Regions from separate parts of the Ovis aries genome. Here region 1 is linked to region 2. A link is a contact called in public Hi-C data. All regions are on one chromosome and are shown on one strand. Each heading gives the region's core, a stretch centred on a gene start, on an enhancer-like site or on the middle of the called end of the contact. The rest is flanking DNA. Distances are from core to core; before and after follow the strand shown. Region 1 holds the start of GPX7 (glutathione peroxidase 7). Region 2 overlaps TUT4 (terminal uridylyl transferase 4).

Region 1 (4,071 bases), core at 340-2,839, 74 kb before region 2:
GCCGTTTTCTTGTGTGGTTCATCCAAACCTGGAGGCTGGGCCTACCGATCCATTAGAGACAACTCCTTATCCTTTCCAGGTCTACCTTGAGAAATGAACATGGAAGGCTCTTTGTTTCACACAGTGAAACATTTAGGTCCCTGAATAAAGTGTTTAAGGCCCCTTTTGATCACTCCCTACCCTCTTCAGCCTCATCTTTCAGCGTCATGCTTTATACTCCTTCAAGCAGAATGAGGACTTCACTCCCTTGAGGACTTCATTACCCCTCGTCACCCTTCTTGCTGTTTATTTCTGAGCCTTGCTTCCCTGGTGGCTGAGACCTGGGTTCAACCTCTGGGTTGGGACAATCCCCTGGAATAGGGAAGGACTACCCACTCCAGTATTCTTGCCGAGAGAATTCCATGGGCAAAGGAACCTGGCAGGCTACAGTCCATGGGCTGGCAAAGAGACGGGCTGAGGGACTCCCACTTGGCACTGGCAGTTCTCTTTGCCTGAAATACTCTTCTCGGTTTTGCTAAAACTCTCTCTTGTTTCAAAGACTCACCCAGGCACACTTCCTCTCTCAAGTCCTCTCTGTAAGGAGGTAGCAGTTTTACTGGATGACTTCCATCTCAATCTGAGCTGCCATCTTAAAAGTTTGCCTAGAGGAGACCACGGATGGATGGGCGGTTCTCCTCCAGGCTCCCTGCTTTCTAGCGCTGTGTGACCCTCCATCTCTGGGTCTTAGTGTACTCTCTAAAACTGGGCTCCCCAAGTCTAAACTCTGCACTGTCCTCTGGGCTCTATTTCCTGATGACCTGAGGTGGAGCTGATATAATAACAGAAATAAAGTTCACAATAAATGTAACGCATTTGAGTCATCCTGAAACCACCCCACCCTCCCCACCCTCTGAAAAAATTGTCATTAATGAAACCAGTCCCTGGTGCTAAAAAGGTTGGGGACCGCTATTCCAAAAGACGATGTAAGGCCCCGGTGCATCTGAAGTGACTACTTCCTCTGCACCAAGCTTTCATTTCCACAGTGTTCTCACTGCACTTAATATCGCCAACTGCCTCTGTTCCGGTCGCGGAAACTGGGGATGGGAGAGACAAAGGCTGCTACTGTTAATTTTTAAACCGGTGCGTGACAGGCTGCGCCCCGCTGCCCAAAAGCGCTGGGAGGGAAATCGGCGCGAGCAGCGAGAGTTTCGGGTTTCACCGCGCACGCCGGGCCGTGCCACGTAGTCATGGGACAGACCCTGCCGAGGATCTGGGGGCGCCACGCCCGGGGGGGATGCCTGGGTGGGGGCGGGGAGCCAGGGCTGGGTGACCGAACGCCCCGAGTCCCACGGAGCCCCACCCGGCAGGGTCCTGGGCGCTCGGCTCCCCGGCCAGGGTCCGGCGGGGCGGCGCCGAGGCCCGGCGGGCGGACACTCACCGAGCCTCGGTACTTCTCCAGCGACACCAACTTGCCCCGGATGTTGACGGCCTTGAAGTCGTAGAAGTCCTGCTCCCGCGGCGCGCAGGCCGCCGCAGCCAAGAGCAGCCACGCCGCCGCCCGTGCCGCCACCATGACTGGCTCCGCAGCAGGCGGCGTGGCGAGGGCAGAGGCAGGGCAGGGGGCACAGGCGCAGCGGGGGCGGGAGGCAGGAGGGGGGCGGCCCCGGCGCCACGCGGCCCTCCAGCGAGGACGCGCCCCCTTCTTCCCCGCGGGCGGCGGAGCGCCGGGCTCTGGGCCTCGGTCTCCCCATCTGTACTGCAGGAGTGATGGGCTCCGCGCCCCTTCCCCGACCCCAGAGCCGTGGTTTCAGGATTCTGATCACCGAGATCCGAATTCGTTTCAGTGAGGTTTCCTCTTGTTCCAGGATGCATGGAGAGGGAGTGGGGAAACTGCAGCTGGGAGCTCCCCTTCTGATCAGTGCCCTTTGGCTGGTCGCTTCACCTTTCTGGGCCCCAGTTTCTCATCCGTTCCCGTCCTCACGCACCTAGACAGGACCGAATGATAGCAATAGAAAAATGGATGCGAAACGTTTTGAATGGTGCCTGTGAACTTTGGGTGAATGAATGAATATTCCCTAAAAGTGATGGGACCGAGAAGACAAGCTGCTGCTGCTGCTAAATCGCTTCCGTGTGTCAGACTCTAGATGGCAGCCCACCAGGCCTGCCCACCAGGCCTACCCGCCTGGGATTCTCCAGGCAAGAACACTGGAGTGGGTTGCCATTTCCTTCTCCAATGCATGAAAGTGAAAGGTGAAAGGGAAGTCGCTCAGTCGTGTCCGACTCTCAGCGACCCCATGGACTGCAGCCTACCAGGCTCCTCTGCCCATGGGATTTTCCAGGCAAGAGTACTGGAGTGGGGTGCCATTGCCTTCTCTGAAAGAAGACAAGACAGAGGGCAAATTTCAGATTCGCCCTCTGGGAAGCAGATTCCAAGATGGAGATTTGCAGTACAGGGTGTTTGCGGGGGAGTACCCCTGGGATGAACACCTGTGGAGGGAGGGGAAGAAGCAGAGTAGGCAGAAGCCCAGAGCGCCATGCAAGCTCAAGGACAGCCGTGGCTGACCCCGCAGGGGCTCTGGAGCTAAAATGGCCGGCCAGAGTTGTCCCCAGGTGAGCTAAGATGACCAGACCAGGCCTTTATATCCCTGCCTTCATCTCTCATGGCGTGTGGGACCATCTGGGAAGAGGTCTGACAGGAGCCAAGGTGTCTGTGGTGCATGGCTGACAGTTAAAGGCCCTTCACTGACAGTATTCCCAACAGCTGGTGTTCCAAATCTTCCCTGCTGGGGCTTCTGGGAAACATGTCACAGTGTCTCCCAAACTTGGAATACCCTTATGGCACCCCACTAAGTGCCAAGCATGGTCCTGGATGCTGACACTCTCCAGAGGCTCACAAGCTGGTGTGAGAAAACTAGAGCTTTCATGTAATGCGGTATGGACTAAGCACTTCTGCCGTCATTCAGCAAATGCTTCTTCCGGTTCTATACCGGGTCCTGCTCTAGGTGCTCTAGGTGCCTCTCATACAAAGGATAAGAAGAAAAGACAGAGAGGCAGGTAGGTGTGAGGTCACACAGTCCCGACAGGCCACAGTGAAAATTATGACCCTTAAGCCAAGAAATAAAGCTGCTTTTTCTCAGGCCCCGTGGGTTTTGGTATTTTTTATTCCCTGACCAGGGACTGAACCCGGGAGCTCAGCAGTGAAAGCCGAAGAGCCCAAACCACTGATCCTCTAGGGAATTCCCCGAAGCTTCTTCCCTTTTTTTTTTTTTTTTTTTTTAAGCAGGGGAGAGACGGTGAGTCCTATGTTGCAGAAAGAGTCCTCTGGATAGAAAGGGGCAAGAGCAGATGTGCTCCACACGCTGCAGTAGAGGAAATTCTGGGGTTTTGAGACCATCGCTAACCTAGCCACTAGGGAAAGCCTCCTGCAGGTGGTTAACACCAAGATCATGTCTTCAGAGAGGAATGGGAATTCTCCAGCTTGGGAAGGAGGAGGGGAAAGATGTCAACCGAGGTAACTGTCTATGGAGACACAACCCAGAAGAAGTACTTGGCTGTTAGGTGAGAAGGGGTAAGCGATAGATGAGGCTGGAGGAGTCATCAGAGGCCAGAAGAAGGGTCTTGAGAGCCAAGCCAAGGAGCTTGGACTTCATGCTCTAGAGTATGGCTGGCAAAGGTTTTGAAGCTGGGCATAAGGTTATACAGCTGATAGGACTCAGACCCGGGCCTTCAGATTCAGAACATGAGCTCTTTCTGTACACCAGGGCAGCTTCTCTCTTCAGAAGCAGACATTTTAAGGAGGTGTGGAGAATAGGAAAACAGCTGCTCTAGGCAAGGGCCAAAGCAAAAATAAAGTACTCCTGCCTTCATGCTCCTCCTTCCCCATGTCTTGTGGGAGTCTTGAGGCTGTGATGGGTCCTGTGGAATAACACCGTCCCCTCTTCTCTGCCCTGCCCTTGCGAATCTTTTGGTCTCACTTCCTGCCATTTGTCCCTTTCACTCAGCCTTTCCTTGCATGTCCCAATCACCAGGAGTTCTCAAGTTATGCCCCACAAAACTTGGGAGTTTTGCCAGCTTGGCCAACCTATTTCCTGT
Region 2 (4,110 bases), core at 1,590-4,089:
TCTGTTTCATAGAACAGTGTTATAAAACTTACTTTCTCCACAGTTCTTTCAGATGCTAATAGGTTGTCCTGGCAAAAAATGTGTTTTGGTCAAATAAATCTGGAAAATGTTGCAAATTAGATCTTTCTCTTAGATATTTAAACAGTGCTTACTACCGTACCCAAGCATCTTCTGGGAAGAAGTCCATTTACCTTCAACACAGCTTTTCCCTCTCCACAATCCCACCAAAATTGCTTGTAGTAAGATCCTAAATAACCTCCTAATACTTTTTAATAATAATTGGTAATTACTTTTACTTACTTTAGTAGCATCTCTTTTCCCTCTTATCTCTCTCTTCCTGTTCTGCAGAAGTTAATCTGAAGCAGAAGTTGTGCCGCTCTTCTGCTCATAATCTATGGCTTCTCTTTGCTAAAGTCTAAACTTGACTCGGTATGTAAATATGTGTACTAATTTGCATTCCCAGTTCATCTCCTGTATTCATCATTACGCATGCTATTTTGCATCCTAAAACTTGTTAAAATTATATAAATGTATTTTATCTAGTATATACAGATCTTATTCCTTCTTACTCCCTTTCTCAAGTGAAAAATTCTTTCACAGCTCAATTATCTCTATGATGAACACTTTTTCTTAGGTTCTTTCCTCAGGGTTTTCTTAACATATGTCAAGTAATATTGTCATTATTTGTTTATATGACTGTCTCCTCTTTTATACGTGCGACTATTCTATTATTTATCATCGTATTCCCAGCTTTTAACTGAACACCTTCTGTATTAATGTTGACGATCTTTGTTAAAACACATGCCATGTTCATATTTGTTTATCTGAGCAGGTGCCAGGCCCAGCTACATAATGTGCAGGACATATTGAGAAATAAAAATGCAAAGTCCCTAGTTCAGAAGGCAGGAAAAAGTGCTGTTAAAGTTACTAAAACAAAAAGTTTTTTTCTTTCTTCTTTGATCTTTCTCTTAGCTTGTCGTGTTTGTTTACTTTTTAATGTCATTCCAGATAAAGAACAATTGAAATTGTTGAATTATTAATATTAAGCATGAACTTTACTGTTCATCTTTATATTGTACAATGTCAGTTTTAAATGCAAATATATGATTATTTAACTCTTATGTGAAATTGATGCTCTTTCATAGCTTCAGTTCAGTTCAGTCGCTCAGTCGTGTCCGACTCTTTGCGACCCCGTGAATTGCACCACACCAGGCCTCCCTGTCCATCGCCAACTCCTGGAGTTCACTCAGATTCACGTCCATTGAGTCAGTGATGCCATCCGGCCATCTCATCCTCTGTCGTCCCCTTCATAGCTTATACATGTATATTTCATTCTTACCAGAACAGGGAAAACACTGTGTAAAAACTTACTCAGCTGTTTTTATTTAGGTCTTGCACATTTTACCAACAGTCTCTACCTTTGATTTGGCAGAACTGAAAGGTAAAGGACCTGTGGCTGCTTCTTCTGTCTTTCCCATTCCTTCTGTTGTCACTTTTATCGTAAGTGGTTAGTTAATACAGGGAAGTAACATGAGTAAGAAAAGATGTGGTAGACTTTTTGGTAATTCATGTTTCTTAGAATCGATTGCCTTTCCTCTGGGAAGAAAGTTATATTTTAATAGAAAATGTGACTTTTCTTGGGGTATTAGTACCCTTGCTTATCTAGTTGTAGACAACATGCTTACTTTATATCCCTTTGAGTTTTACTAAACTCCCACACATCATGGATCCACTGAATGTTCACAGGGCATCACCAAAGCTATAAGAATAAAGTAGAAAGGAATGGCAGATAGACATTTTGCATGTATCTCTTCTGCTCCTTTGCCTGTTCCTTTGTCCCGTTAGACTTCACTACAAAACACAAATTCAAAGATAAAGTTATTAAGAATATCAAGTTGATGACAGGAGAGCTTTAAATCAAGCATAGTGTCTTTCTGAGTATGGAGCCCTGTATAACTGCACAGATCACATGACCATGAAATTAGTCTACTCTCACATCCATACATGACCACAGGAAAACCATAGCCTTGACGAGACGGACCTTAGTCGGCAAAGTAATGTCTCTGCTTTTGAATTTACTGTCTAGGTTGGTCATAACTTTTCTTCCAAGGAGTAAGCGTCTTTTAATTTCATGGCTGCAGTCACCATCTGCAGTGATTTTGGAGCCCAAAAAAATAAAGTCTGACACTGTTTCCACTGTTTCCCCATCTATTTGGAGAAGACTCTTTGAGAGTCCCTTGGACTGCAAGGAGATCCAACCAGTCCATTCTGAAGGAGATCAACCCTAGGATTTCTTTGGAAGGAATGATGCTAAAGCTGAAACTCCAGTACTTTGGCCACCTCATGAGAAGAGTTGACTCAGTGGAAAAGACTCCGATGCTGGGAGGGATTGGGGGCAGGAGGAGAAGGGGACGACCGAGGATGAGATGGCTGGATGGCATCACCGACTCGATGGACGACTCGGTGGACGTGAGTCTGAGTGAACTCCGGGAGTTGGTGATGGACAGGGAGGCCTGGCGTGCTGCGATTCATGGGGTTGCAAAGAGTCAGACACGACTGAGCGACTGAACTGAACTGAACTGAAAAGGACTGGAGGAAAATAGTAACATACGTGGAGACAAAGAGACTGGCTTATTTCACCTTGTACTAATGTGATAAGCCCTGTTGCTACTAGTTTATTTTGAGGTATTCTGAGGATTGTGTTCCTTATTGCCTTGAAATTAGGTGTAGCCATGTGGCTTTTTTTTTTTTTGCAAATGAAATGTGAACAAAGGCATTCTCCCTCTGCTTTGCTAATATGGGAGGTAAGATAAGATTAAAGCAGCTTGGCAGGCTGAACCAGTGCATGAAGGACAGCTGCCTTAGAGAGTTACCTTAATCCCAAAAGGATTTTGCATGAGTTAAATCAATTTATGTTATGATAAGCATTAGTTGTAGGAGTTCTTATCACAGCATAACCTGCCCATTCCAAACGGTATGGATGTGAAATTTCAAAATGAGTGTGGTGTTAGAAGCACAAGCATTGGAGGGCCAGCAAAACAGTTTTTGGACCTATGGGACAAGCTAAGTCTTCTCAGCAAACAACACTTACAAAGTGTTAGCTACATTATTATACATGAATACCCAGGAGCTGCTTGATACTGGAGGAATGAGGAACTTTCTGGTGTATCTAGCATCACAGAACTCTTCCTATAGAGCTCATTCTTGATTATTTGTTTATAAGGAAGAAGAGGAAAAGCTGGTTTGGATAATTAGGGAATCCAGATGATCTCCATATCTCAGGGGGAAAAACTCAAAAAACAATTGGTGACCTCAGGCTATTTTAATCAACAAATTGCTAGTGAAAAGAAAGTGACCTCAGCTGCTTTGACCAGTAGCCAAAAAAGCTTTCCTAGATGAACATAGAAGGAAAAGACTTGAGTAATCTAGAAAACTAAGCTAATGGGGATTTAGATGAGGATTTAGGTAATTTAGTTTAGAAATCCCATTTATTTACAAAACTGAATTTTCGAGAAGGGGGTGTGGTTCTACATACCTTTGATCATAAAATCTCTGTCAGTTGATTTACCCATATAAAAAGTTATGCTTTTTTAACCTTTAGCTATTTTAGAGTTGATTAATGTTTAAAAATTGAGCTTTGTGATACTTTATATAAGCTTAGTACACATTGTTTTGACTTTTTGAGTTAAATTTTTTTTTTATTGTGGTAGCTTTACCACCGGAGAAGGCAATGGCACCCCACTCCAGTACTCTTGCCTGGGAAATCCCATGGGTGGAGGAGCCTGGTAGGCTGCAGTCCATGGGATTGCTAAGAGTCAGACACGACTGAGCAACTTCACTTTCACTTTTCACTTTCATGCATTGGAGAAGGAAGTGGCACCCCATTCCAGTGTTCTTACCTGGAGAATCCCAGGGACAGAGGAGCCTGGTGGGCTTCCGTCTATGGGGTCGCACAGAGTCGGACACGACTGACGCGACGCAGCAGCAGCAGCAGCAGCAGCTTTACCACTTTCAAAGTGAAAGTGGCTCAATTGTGTTCGAATCTTTGTGACCCCATGGACTATACAGTCGAAATTCTCCAGGCCAGAATACTGGAGTGGTTAGCCTTTC

What was found. Hi-C and Micro-C count contacts between places; a contact is called where the count stands out from the background.
Region 1: a contact with region 2 is called in a Hi-C map of retroperitoneal adipose tissue, with 1.7 times the contacts expected there. The contact joins the promoter of GPX7 here to the enhancer-like site in region 2. A contact is called at or near these places in 3 of 16 Hi-C or Micro-C datasets (mixed tissues, muscle and retroperitoneal adipose tissue).

The regions. Positions count from the first base shown.
Region 1 is chr1:27,023,784-27,027,854 of ARS-UI_Ramb_v3.0, reverse strand. GPX7 (glutathione peroxidase 7) reads right to left here and starts at 1,589. Exons shown (of 3, transcript XM_027970265.2): 1 at 1,418-1,589. The coding sequence starts at 1,552.
Region 2 is chr1:26,950,955-26,955,064 of ARS-UI_Ramb_v3.0, reverse strand. All of the region lies in intron 1 of TUT4 (terminal uridylyl transferase 4), which reads left to right. Among named protein-coding and RNA genes, the nearest start is that of TUT4, 13 kb to the left of the region's middle. Within about 2 kb of position 2,839, at least 3 of the 54 cell types and tissues checked have an H3K27ac peak or open chromatin away from gene starts, as enhancers often do.